Linked DNA regions of Sus scrofa: all the other regions are linked to region 2. Evidence: chromatin contacts called from public Hi-C and HiChIP or PLAC-seq data. All regions are on one chromosome and are shown on one strand. The core of a region is the stretch at or near the end of the contact, and the rest is flanking DNA. Distances in the headings are between cores, read along the strand shown. Region 1 overlaps CLEC16A (protein CLEC16A). Region 2 holds the start of RMI2 (recQ-mediated genome instability protein 2). Region 3 holds the start of DEXI (dexamethasone-induced protein).

What was found. Hi-C and Micro-C count contacts between places; a contact is called where the count stands out from the background. HiChIP or PLAC-seq counts read pairs in DNA pulled down with a chosen protein or histone mark.
Region 1: a Hi-C map of fetal liver shows a contact between it and region 2, with 3 times the contacts expected there. The contact joins the enhancer-like site here to the promoter of RMI2 in region 2. A contact is called at or near these places in 2 of 5 promoter capture datasets (fetal liver and liver), 30 of 47 Hi-C or Micro-C datasets (adipose tissue, alveolar macrophages, blood and 17 more) and 2 of 2 datasets of contacts at active chromatin or transcription factors (alveolar macrophages and skeletal muscle).
Region 3: an H3K27ac HiChIP or PLAC-seq map of alveolar macrophages shows a contact between it and region 2. The contact joins the promoter of DEXI here to the promoter of RMI2 in region 2. A contact is called at or near these places in 2 of 47 Hi-C or Micro-C datasets (epiblast stem cells and liver) and 1 of 2 datasets of contacts at active chromatin or transcription factors (alveolar macrophages).

The regions. Positions count from the first base shown.
Region 1 is chr3:32,123,298-32,127,305 of Sscrofa11.1, forward strand. It overlaps CLEC16A (protein CLEC16A), which reads right to left. Exons shown (of 25, transcript XM_021086617.1): 5 at 3,708-3,813; 6 at 2,421-2,426; 7 at 1,919-2,042. Among named protein-coding and RNA genes, the nearest start is that of CLEC16A, 33 kb to the right of the region's middle. Within about 2 kb of position 2,369, at least 19 of the 83 cell types and tissues checked have an H3K27ac peak or open chromatin away from gene starts, as enhancers often do. A contact at or near this core is called in alveolar macrophages and fetal liver, where this site is marked.
Region 2 is chr3:31,813,091-31,816,851 of Sscrofa11.1, forward strand. RMI2 (recQ-mediated genome instability protein 2) reads right to left here and starts at 1,779. Exons shown (of 2, transcript XM_003124595.4): 1 at 1,440-1,779. The coding sequence starts at 1,743.
Region 3 is chr3:32,158,158-32,162,321 of Sscrofa11.1, forward strand. It overlaps DEXI (dexamethasone-induced protein), which reads left to right and starts at 2,065. Exons shown (of 2, transcript XM_003124598.4): 1 at 2,065-3,018. The coding sequence starts at 2,585. The coding sequence ends at 2,872. CLEC16A (protein CLEC16A) reads right to left here and starts at 186. Exons shown (of 25, transcript XM_021086617.1): 1 at 1-186.

The DNA of each region.
Region 1 (4,008 bases), core at 1,119-3,618, 310 kb after region 2:
GAATCTGACTAGTATCCAGGAGGATGCAGGTTCGATCCCTGGCCTCACTCAGTGGGTTAAGGATCTAGGGTTGCCACAAGCTGCAGTGTAGGCTGCAGATGCAGCTCAGTTCTGGCATGGCTGTGGTTGTGGTATAGGCCGGCAGCTGCAGCTCCAATTCAACTCCTAGCCTGGGAACTTCCATGTGCTACAGGTACAACCCTAAAAAGTATTTAAGTAATATATGCAGAAGGATTTAAAAATCAAACAGTACTGATAAGCTGATCATAAAATAGAGCAGCTCGTGGCCCAGCCTCCCTGACCCCTACCCTCTCTCGAGAGGAAGCAGGGGTTTTTGTTTTGTTTTGTTTTTAGCCATGCCTGCAACCTGTGGAAGTTCCAGGGCCAGGGATCGAACCTGCTGAGCCATAAGACAATTCCCAGAAGAAGCAGTTTTTAACTTTTTTAACTGTTTCAGTGGATAGTTCCCTCTGTTCTTCTATAAAATCTGCAAGGATCTCTATTCTGCAATTGAGCCATTTTATAAAGTACACAGTGACCTTCTGTTAGGACAGAACTTTTTGTATCCCCTCCCCCAGCCCCCACCCAGTAGTCATCAGCAATTGGTGTTGACATAACCATTCAATGCAGAGCCACAGGGAGGAACAGGAGTGCATTTCCTTCCTCGTATAACTCTTTGTTCTTTCTGGAGTTAAGTGTTTCATTATGTTTCATACCCATGACCATTCATACCTCTCTGGGTCCTTGTTTTCCCAAATGCCTGGTCAGATGTGCCATCCACCCAGCCTTCTTTCCTTCCCAATAAGGGAGCTAGTGTTTCCTCTCTCTCCACCTCTGGGAGCCCTCTTTGCTGTCTCTTTATCGTCCTCACCGAGGTGCACCTCTCACCAGATCTTACAAAGCTGTCACTCTGGGGCAGCGCTTCTTAACGGACTCAGTCTTTCCTTAAGGGAAACATATGGCAATGTCTGGAGACATTTTTTGCTCATCACGACTGGAAACGGGGTGCTGCTGGCATCTAGTGGGTGGAGGCCAGAGATGCTGAACACCCTACAACACACAGGACAGTGCCCCCCCCAACAAAGAATTACCCAGTTAGAATTATCTAGATCAAGAGCATGAAATTGGAGAAATCCTGCTCTGGAATTATTCATCACCATCTTAATTTTTTTTTTTTTTTTTTTTTTTTTTGTCTTTTTGCTATTTCTTGGGCCGCTCCCGCGGCATATGGAGGTTCCCAGGCTAGGGGCCCAATCGGAGCTGTAGCCACCGGCCTATGCCAGAGCCACAGCAATATGGGATCCAAGCCGTGTCTGCAACCTACACCACAGCTCACGGCAACGCCAGATCCTCAACCCACTGAGCAAGGGCAGGGACCGAACCCGCAACCTCATGGTTCCTAGTCGGATTCGTTAACCACTGCACCATGACGGGAACTCCTTTTCTTTTTCTTTTTTTTTTTTGTGATCTTTTTTTTAAATCAGATTTATTGAGATACTTTACATACCAAAACTGCACCCTAAGTATACAATTCAATGCTTTTAGTGTATTCACAGAAGTGTCCACCATCACAGCCAATTTTAGAACATTTTTATCCCCTCCCCTCAAAAAAAAGCCCTACAGTCACAGGTAGTCACCTTCCATTTCCCCCGCCCCAAGCCCTAGGAAAACACTCATCTGCTGCTTCTATGAATTTGCCTATTCTGGGCATTTCATACAAATGCCATCAGACAATATGTGGAACCTTCCAGAGTGTGGAAGTCCATATTCCACCTACATGTAAGGGTTAGTTTTGTTCGTGTGTGTGTGTGTGTGTGTGTGTGTGAGTGTGTGTGAGTGTGTGTGTTTTTCATGAATGACAAAGGCATTTTCCCCCAGGCACCCTGTCACCTAATAGGCCCCCCGGGGGGTCACTTACTCCTCATCTGTCTGCACACAGTTATCGAGTTCGATCACGTGGCTCCCAATGAACCAGACCAGATTGGAAAAGTAAGGGACAGCGGTCTTGTCTCTGATATAGTGCAGCATGGCCTGGTTATCCACTGAGAAAAGGCACAAAAGAAGAAAGACAAGAAAGTCAAGCTACTAAAAATAACTTGGGGGAGATTAAAAAAACAACAACAAAACAAAACCACAATGAAAAAAGCCCTCGACTATAATCTGACTCTTTCTGTCTTTCCTGGAAGTACTTAAAAATGGTTACCTTATTCAGAAAACTATACTCAGCAAGGCAGTTTCATGCTATTTTTATAACTGATAACATTAATTGGGCTAAACGTTAACAGTGCAGTAGATAGCCCACTTAGCAGCAGTACATTTAAATAGTCTGCAATGGAAACCACTCCATTCTTAAGCAAGCTTCCTGTATTTTCATGTAAGGACACGTTAAGAAAGCGGAAAACCAGAAGTTATTAACTTACATGACACTGGAATAAGGAACACGGGAATCGTCATTGAAGGAAAGGCAAAAAACAGACAACAGTTAACAGGGTTAGGAGCTGGGAGGGGAGGCAGCTGCTCAGGGGCAGAGGGCTGGGGCAGGAGAGACGCGGCTTAGAGGACAGAGAGCAGGCGGCTACGGTGGTGGCGGCAGTGTCGGGACTGGGGCTCAGACCAGGTCGCAAACACAGAAGCCGTGGGCTGGCCAGGGACTCGGTGAGACACTGGCAGGCCAGGCGGGTACAGTGGGGAGCACGGGCCTCCACCCCAAAGGTAGCAGCTGCTTCTGGCGCCAGCTCAGCACTGCCCTGCGGCCCTGGAGAGCCACATCTACACCTTCAAGGCAGTCATCTGAGACCTCCCAAGTTTTAAATACTGACAACTCTATCTTTTATCAAAAAATATCTAAGCCGCATAAAACCTGTCTGAGAGCTGGGTTCGGCCCTCAGGCCCTGAGTTTGCGACCCCTCGAGGCTCTTAGAAAGGCTCTCCAATTTAAGGCAATCCCAATCCCAGAACTAGGCTGGAGTGAGTTCCCGAGGAGGAGTTCCCGCCCCCTCCCAATTAGGGGGCGTCTCAAGTAATCACCTCGTTAACCCTCAAAAGTCAAAGCATCTGGTCCCTGAGAAAATGGGGTCCCAGCTCCAATGTGGTGACTACATGGGAAAGAACCCCCGTGCTGGGCAGAAAGGCCGTCGCCTTGGAGGGCAATTCCAGCCAGCCTTTGCGCTGGGGCGGGCAGGAGGCCCCGGAAGGGCTTTCTCCTGGAGGCAATGATTCCATTCAGGCACTAAGTGTTTCTTGGAAGAAAGGAGGAATTTGTTGTTGGGTTTTGCAGCCGGTTGAGAATACAAGACTGCCCCCTGCTGTTTGGGATGTGAAATGCTTTCACACATTATTTAAAGATCACACAGCCCCTGGCTGTACTGAAGTATATTTTAGAGGCTGAGGGGCAAATATTTCAATCTCACAATTCAAAGACAGCTTTGCTTTCTCTAATTATCCTGTGGATGCTCTTAGGGTACTATGACTTGTACGTATCAGCATGGAGACTTTCACGCACAGAACTAAGTGTGCGCAGAGAAGGCAGTATTCGTGCAAATGGGGTAGCTGAACGTTCGGCCAGGAGAACTTTTTGTAAGGCATGCAACCTCTGCTATAATAAGCGAGCTTCCTGTTACCCCGAGAGAACAGTTGGTAGGGACCCACGAGAGCAAGCACTGCTGTCAAGTTAGGAAGCCGAGGCACGCACGCACACGGAAACTTACCTTTGTAGACATTTAAAGTTATGGTTCTTACAGCAATTCTAACCATGCTTTCAGGGTGATTGAAAAATTTGATGGCTTCTGTGTACAGGGCGAAGTCGTTAGTGTGCTAAAACACAAGAAGTACCGAAAATCAGTTATAGACACAAGTCAGGCCTGCCCCACTTCAGCGTGGTGAATCTTATCAGAGGCCTCGGTAAAACACAAAACAAACAAACAAAACCAGAAGGGCCACATGAACCTCAAGCCAGTGGTTCATTCCCAGTGGGGCATACGGGAAGGGATGGGAAGGGGAGACCATGGA
Region 2 (3,761 bases), core at 529-3,028:
TCTGGCATTGCTAGGGCTGTGGCGAAGGCCTGCAGCTTCAGCTTGATTCGACCCTTAGCCTGGGAACTATGCTGCAGGTTCTGCCCTAAAAAGACCAGGGGGGAGAAAAAAAAGAAAGAAAGAAAAAAAGAAAAGAAAAAAGAAAGGCAAAATAGAAAAGGTAAAAGACATTTTTAGCTCCTAGGCCGTGCAAAGAGAGATGAGGGCTGGTCATTTGCCTACCTTGGGCTAGGCTAACACTGCAATCAATGGAGGGCAGACAGAGGGGGAGGCTGAGGGCGAGGGAGGGGTGGGCGACACGTGCGCAGGCGCACTGCATAGCAAAAAACAATGGTCACAATTTTTTGAACCCTATGAGCTAGGAGCTATGTTAAGGCCATTTTTAAAAAATGTACTGAATCCACACATAGGCAGGAATTTCCCCTTTGGAAAGAGGTCCAGAAAGATTAAGCGAAGTGCTCCAGGGAGCTCAGTCAGAAAGGGTCAGGGGCGGGAAGCTCAACCTCCTGCTGAGAATAGGGGTCAGAAAGACAGTCCCCACCCTGCCGTAGTCTGGCTCAGTATTTCTCAAAGTGTGACCCCCCAGGCCAGTGGCGCCCATAGGCCCTGGGAGCTGGTTAGAAATGCAAATTCTCAGCCCCACCCAGATCTACAGTCTCTGAAACTCTGAGGCTGGCGCCCAGTCATCAAAGGTTTTAACAAGCCCTCAGGGTAAGTTTGCGCACCACTGGTTTAAAAGGAAACGGCAGGGGAGTTCCCGTCGTGGCTCAGCGGAAACAAATCCAACTAGGAATCTTGAGGTTTAGGAACCATGAGGTTGAGGTTCAATCCCCCCGACCTTGCTAACTGGATTAAGGTGCCGGTGTTGCCGTGAGCTACGCAGCTCGGATCCGGCGTGGCTGTGGCTGTGGCCAGCAGCTGTAGCTCCCAATAGACCCCTAGCCTGGGAACTTCCATATGCCTCAGGGGCAGCCCTAAAAAGGATGGATAAATAAATAAACAAATAAAGGAAACAGTGAACTAAGGCTCAAGACAGCTCCATGAAGGAGGGGTACAACAGGACTCCTCATTCCTGGGGTTCAGGAGAGCTTCCTTAATCAAGGTACACTCTGAGTCCAGACCTTAAGGATGAACACAAGTTCCCCACTGTGATTATTCCAAAATGTGACAGGGGTGGGAGGAGGAGGAATCACCCCTAGGGAGGGGAGTGTTGTTACAAACACAGATGCAGGGCTCGTGGCGTCCAAGAAAGACCTGTAATTTACTTTGAACGGGGCAGCAGGTGATGCTTATCATCAGAACAGCTTGGGTGGCGCTTAGCTGGAGAAGAGCAGGAAGGAAGGGTATTCAGGCGGGGGACCAGCGAGGTAAAGACCAGGCCCCGCCCTTGGGCGGTACAAACCGAGAGGGTCATCCGCGGGTTCGAACCCGGCCATTACCTGGCACGAGGCAAGGCCGCCCACGCGGCACCCGTTCCAGGCCGCGCACCGAGAAGGCCCCGCTCGGGTCCCGCAGCCGCGCCTCACCGCCGCCCGCCGTCTCCACCGTGCCCTGCATCCACACGGCCGCCAGCTCCAGCGGTTCGCGCCCCGCCGCCGCCCGCGACAGCCGCCACGCTCCCGGGCCGCCCTCCGCGTCGCGCCGCAGCTGCTCCGCCAGCACCTTGAGCGGCGGCGACCGCGGCAGCCTCACGGCCCCAGGGCCGCCGCCGGAAGACGAGTCCGTGGACGCCGCTGCCGCCATTCTGCCCCGCCGCTTTCCCGCCAACTTTGATAGCGCCTGATCCGCGGCCACCAATCAGGGGCGCGCAGCCGGGGCCGACCAATGAGCGGCGCCGAGGGGCGGGGCCACCAGACCGCGCGGCCCCCAGAGTGCGCATGCGTATGTAAAGTAAATAAACGCCCCCAAGCCGGGAACGAATGGATGAAATGAATTAGAAGAGAAAAAAAATGAATGAAGGAGAAGTAAAGAACTCCTTGTTTCCACGCACCTCAAAATTAGGCATGCACGCAAGTCACCTGGAGAATGTGAGTATTCATCTTTACATCGCCTAGCATAGAGCGGTTCTCTGGGGCCAAAAAATACTAGAAAATACTGAAATGAATAGTTGCCATGATGAGGCATGTTTATTGAGAGGAATCGAGAATTGAGTTGAGAGATAAGGCTGTATGAGTTTTTAAATATATATGTTTATTTATATTTTTATACACAAATATTGTTTTGTATAGTGCTTTTACTTAATAATAAACATCTTCCCATATCAGCAACTATCTCTCTGCTTCCTCTTGACTGACTGCATAAGATTCTGTTTGTCTCATCATCTGCTTGTCTGCATGAGGTTCTATTTGTCCCTAGAATATCTAACCAATCAGTATTCTATAGGTGGACATTAGGCTATTTCCAATTTTTCACTTTATAAATCACTAATAGGATTTAGTGATTTTTACAGCTAAATCTTTCTGCACATGTTTCAAAATTACTTCCTAAAAAATTGCATGGTCCCAATCAGCAAAATCCACAACCTAAACCAAGCAATCTTTTAAATCAAGACCAGTTGTCAGGAGACTGTCCTCCCTAGGCCTCTAGCAATACCAGATTTACAGAGAGTATTCAGTAAGAGCTCAGTTTTTAAAACAGCCAAGACATAATTAAGCTCGGCTCTGTCCTAAGAGCTTTGTCATGAGAAACCCATGTACCCCCCTCAACACACCCTATAAGGACTGTTCTACAAAGGTGGGGAAACAGGCTCACAGAAGCTGGTGGCTTGCCAGTCCCTCTGGCAGTAGCCTCTGTGGGGTCCTGGCCTCTATATCTCAGCCCTAAGTTTAAGGTAACCAGGCTCCTAACTTGAAAAGAAGCAAGGGTTTTAACCAAGAGAGAATCCCACCCCTTCAAGCCTGGTGGGTCATCACTGGCCTTCTCTAAGGCCTCTGAAGGTCAGGAAAGCGATGGGGAAGGGAGCTGGAGTAAAGGCCTGGGAATTTCCCACCATTCTCTTGGCCTTCAGATCCTCCAACTCCATGATGTGTTGCTGGCAGAGTGAACTTTCCAAAACACACGTCTGAACACATCAGTGCCCAGCTTATAACCTGAAGGTGTAATCCCAGCATCTGGAATGTGAGCATTCCAGGTAGAGAGAAATGTACTAGAAGGGCCCAGAGAGAAGGGAGCACAACACACTGAGCCAACTGCCAGGATTTCAGAAGAGCTGGGACACAGAGTACAAACCCAGGAGTGGGAACAGACGAGGCTGTACTTGCATAAGCCCATTTCTTATCCCCATTTGACAGATAATGAAACTGAAGTTCAGGGCAATGACAAGCCTGAGGCCCCATGATGAGTGAGGGCTGGAGCCACGACTCAACCCAAGTTCGAATGACCCCAAACTTCATGGTCCTTGAACCATAGATGCCATCTCACTGCCCACACCACGGCCCTCCTCCCCATCACAGATGTCTCCGTACCTTTGCTCATGCTGTTCTCTGCTTCATATGCCTTCTTGCAGCTCTCCCAGCTGCAGCCTGGCTCAATCACCCACCTTCCTGCCACCATCAAGACTGCTTCTCTTCAGGGAGCTTTTTCTTTTTCTTTTTGTCTTTTAGGGCTGCACCCATGGCATATGGAGGTTCCCAGGCTAGGGGTCCAACTGGAGCTGCAGTTCTATGCCACCAGCCACAGCAACACAGGATCCAAGCTTCATCTGCAACCTATATCGCAGCTCACGGCAATGCTGGATCCTTAACCCAGTGAGCGAGGCCAGG
Region 3 (4,164 bases), core at 815-3,314, 350 kb after region 2:
TTGCTTGCTTCACGGTCTCATGCCCGAGCGGCTGAGCGGCTGGACGCCTGCTGCGGCGGCAGAAACGGAGGAGGTAACGAAGGGGGTGGCGGGGACACCACCAACCACCTTCCTATCCGGCCCACAGCCCCGCACTGACATTCAGCCGGAACCGGCCGTTCGACCGCCGCGCTTTACGGCCGCCGCCACGAGGAGAGCTGGGAAATGCAGTTCACCCTCGACGCCCCTGCTGCCAGGACTCTACGTACGAACTACAAGGCCCAGCGTGCATCACGCAACTGCGGGCCAGCGGCCTCGGAAAAGAGGCGGAGCGAGACGGGGGTAGTCCGCAGTATTGCTTGGATGGGCGGGAACGGGAAAGCTATGGGCGAAGCCCTAAGAAATGAGTCCGTGAAGATGCGTGAATAAAAGTTACCACAATATTAATAATTATTAGCTTTATGATAAGAATAAGAATACCTGTTGCTTGGCGTACTATGTGCCACTGCCCTAAGCGGCTTACATATATTGTCATTTAATTCTCTTAAAAACCCTCTGAGGTGAGTACTATTATCTCTGTTTTTAGCAGAAGGAAACTGAATCACAGAAGGGTTGACTTGTCCAAGGTCATAACAGTTATTAAGGGGCAGAACCAGGGTTCAAACCCAGGCACCCTGGTTTTTATCCCCCATGAACAAAACTGCACCAAATTGGTAACAGTCTGAATTATCCTCACAACTTTTCTTTTTCTACTAAAATTAAAAAATAAATATTGAAAGGCCTTCAAGCAACAATGTACCAAAATTGAACGTCCTGTACTTTCAGAGTTCTCTGGTCTTCACCCAAAATCCATACCATTTCCAAAACAACCACGTTTTTAAAAATAAGGAAATACCCAGCTTCCTACACCAGCCAAGATGTATCTACATTTCTCTTCTGGATTAGGAGGGAGAAATTTTGTGGAGGCAATTTTTTTCCTATGTATTCATTTCTACACCTCATAGTTATCAAAGGTCTACTGTGTCGCTTAGGACAGAATTGGACTAAGAAGCCAATGTTCTCCCCAATGCCTAGCACAAAGTTTGGCACATAATAGGTGTTCAACAAGTGTTGGCAGAGTGAATAAATGAATGACAGTTTGTTTCATTTTCACCAGTTGGAGGATTAATGGTTTGCTCTGCAGTTCACCTAAAGGAGCAAGAGACAGTCATGGAGAAAATAGGGCAGGTTCTGTCCTCCAAACACCCACAGGCCCAGAAGCTTCCAGAGTCCTTCTGTTTCTCAGTTTTCTCGTCTGTAGAAAGGGATGACATACTACACTTCCCCATCTGGCTGCAATTAAGCAATGCATGTAAAGCACCCAGCTCAGTGTGGCCTGCTTAACTGCTTTGGAGGGTGCTTTGGGCAAGATCAGTTGCTTGGTGGATGTACAGGTGTTGCCCCTGAGGAGGGGAATCAGAGGGAAATTACTTTTCTGTGTATTTCTTGGTTAAAACCACGTGCATTATTACTGCTTTAAAACAAGTTTCTCAAAGTAAAAACAAGAAGCAATTCTCCTGCTGCAGACCTGACCTGCCTTATTACGCAGATTCCCCCCACTCCCATCCCGCCCCGTACCGCGGGGCTGGACCTTCCAGCAGCCAGAATTTGGAGAGATGAAGGGGACTGGTCGATCTTCCCCACCGAGGACAATTTGCCACTTCAGGGAAATCCAAAATTTTCACTGGTAAGGTCCACCGCCCCGACCCTGCCTCTTTTTTCAACTGGTAAATTGACTCCCAAAAAGGCTTGGCGCCAATACTCAAATCCAGCAGGTGCTAATGAAACCAAGGTTTCCCTCAGTTTTGGTAGCCTTAGGATACGTCTAGGTTTGAAATGTGTTCTAACTCTTTCCCTTCCCCCTACTCCGTCGCGGATTCACTGAGAAAATTGTATTCCAGATCTGCTCTGAGTCCGGAACTAGGAAAGAAACTCAGCAGCCAGCACCTCGAGGGGCGGAGCGCGGAGGTACCCGCCCATCTGACGGCTCGGGCCAATCAGTGTTGGCTTTGAGGTTACCAATCAGCGCAGGCTGGGGCGGCGGGCCAATCAGCGCGGGGCTGCTCCGGAGGCGGTGCTCGGAATGCGACCAGGAGAGCGACGCGGCGGCCGCAGCTATGGGCGCTGGGCCTTCGGGGGCGCGGAGAGGGCTCGAGGAACGGCTGGGCGCGGCTGAAGAGACCGCCGCCGGGACTGGCCCTTGAGATGACCCGCGGCGAGGGTCCCCGCAGGCGCTGCGAGGGCCCGTGAGCGCGAGCGGGACACATCGGAGGAGCCGGGCAGCCGCCGGCTACTTCAGGGGGATCCGCCTGACCGCTGGGCAGATCTACAGGGCCGTGTGGGCACCTCTGGGGGTGGGGTGACCCGCCTGGCACGTTTCGGGGGCCCGGGTGCGTCTGCAGGGGCCAACGCACATCCCCCGGGGCACCGCCGGGGCCCAGCGCCGCCTCGGCCAGCCCCGGGGCGGCCCTGGATGGCTGAGCTGCCCGCTCGCCGGCTGGCCGGGCGCCGCAGCGGCTGAGCTCGCTGAGATCGCCGGGCTGCTGCCGCCCTCGCCGCCCCCTGCATGCCCGGCGCCCGGGTCGCGGCCCACCTGGACGCGCTGGGCCCCCTGGTCCCCTCCGTGCCGCCGCCGCTGCTACCCTCTATGTTCTACGTGGGCCTTTTTTTCGTCAATGTGCTGATCCTATACTACGCCTTTCTCATGGAGTACATCGTCCTTAACGTGGGCCTAGTCTTCCTGCCCGAGGACATGGACCAGGCGCTCGTGGACCTCGGCGTGCTCTCTGACCCCGGCTCGGGCCTCTACGATGCCGATTCGGAGCTCGACGTCTTCGATGGTTACTTGGAGTAGGCTTGGCTGCTGTCCCCCGCTCCCCCTACGACCCGCAACCCTCGACCTGGACCAGCGCCTAGATCATGCTGCCGCTGCTGGTTGAGGGCACCGTCAGGCCAGGGATGGGACCCCCAGGACGAGGCCCTCTCCGGCCTCCAAGGCCTGTAAGTGCCCTCTCTGCGCAGGATGAGGGCGGGTTGGGGCGCTGGCTAGGAAGAGGGAGGCATCCCAAGCCGGACACACAACCCTACCCCAGACTTTTGATTCCTCCATCCACTTCCCCTAGGTCTGTTTGGATGCCAGGAATGGCTGGACTCTTTTGAGACTCTTAGGGCAGGAAAGCTTCCCCTTAGCAAGGCTTACAGCTGGTGAAGAAGGGAAGGGAGGCAGGACCTAAGTGGCATCTTGGTTAGCCATAGTACCAAGTGCCAAAACTTGTGGGAAAAGCCTTTGCACCCAAATCCATTTAAGGCAGACCTGTCAACTCCTCCCCCCATCCTTAACCTGTCTTGATGGTGACCTTGGCTTTGGGGGAATTCCCACTAGTCCTGGAAGGATAAAGACTTGCAGTGTTAAAAGAGGTAGGAAGCCAGGCCCTGATCACCTTTGTCCTGTGGCCCCTTGGAGGACTGGCCGGGGACTGAGAGCAAGGGCTCCCGGCTGACACTGAGAGGAAAAACCTGCTTCAGCAAAGGACGTTGTACTTCCTTTGGTCTTGGCTTGGCTGCTGTTTTGGAGTCAGGTTTCAGGGTGCCCCGCTCATCAGTTCCGTTCTGCAGCTCAAATCTGCAGGGGCTGTCAGTTTCGCAAGCTGCTTTCACAGACCAGGCAAGCTGGGGGTTGGTGCTGGCGTGGCCTTGCCTGCAGTGTTTGCAAGGCCTCAAGGGGCTCTTTGGCCAGCAGGCAAAGGGACCATGGGATCATTGCCCTGAGGCGTTAAAGTCCTGCCTCTAGGCCGCCAGCTGGAAACTGTGTCCAGCCCCACCTTGTGTGCTAGTAGGAGGGAAATGAAGATCCAGGAAGGGGGAAGACTTGGCCAAAGTCCTAGCAAGGAGGAGGGGCAGCTGGACTAGATGAGAGAGGACTGGTGAGGGTTCACTGGGCACCCAGGAATTCCTTGACTGAGCCCCTCAGCTGGACGATGCTAGGCACTGAGTGGCTCCACTGAGTGGCAGTGGAGCAGGGATACTGAAGCGGTGGGCAGGGGCTTCTTACGGAAAATTGATGCTAGTGCCATTCACCCAAGCACGCTGTTTACCTCCTCCTCTGTTGCTTGTCTTAGCCAAGATGACCAGTCAAGATGATACAAG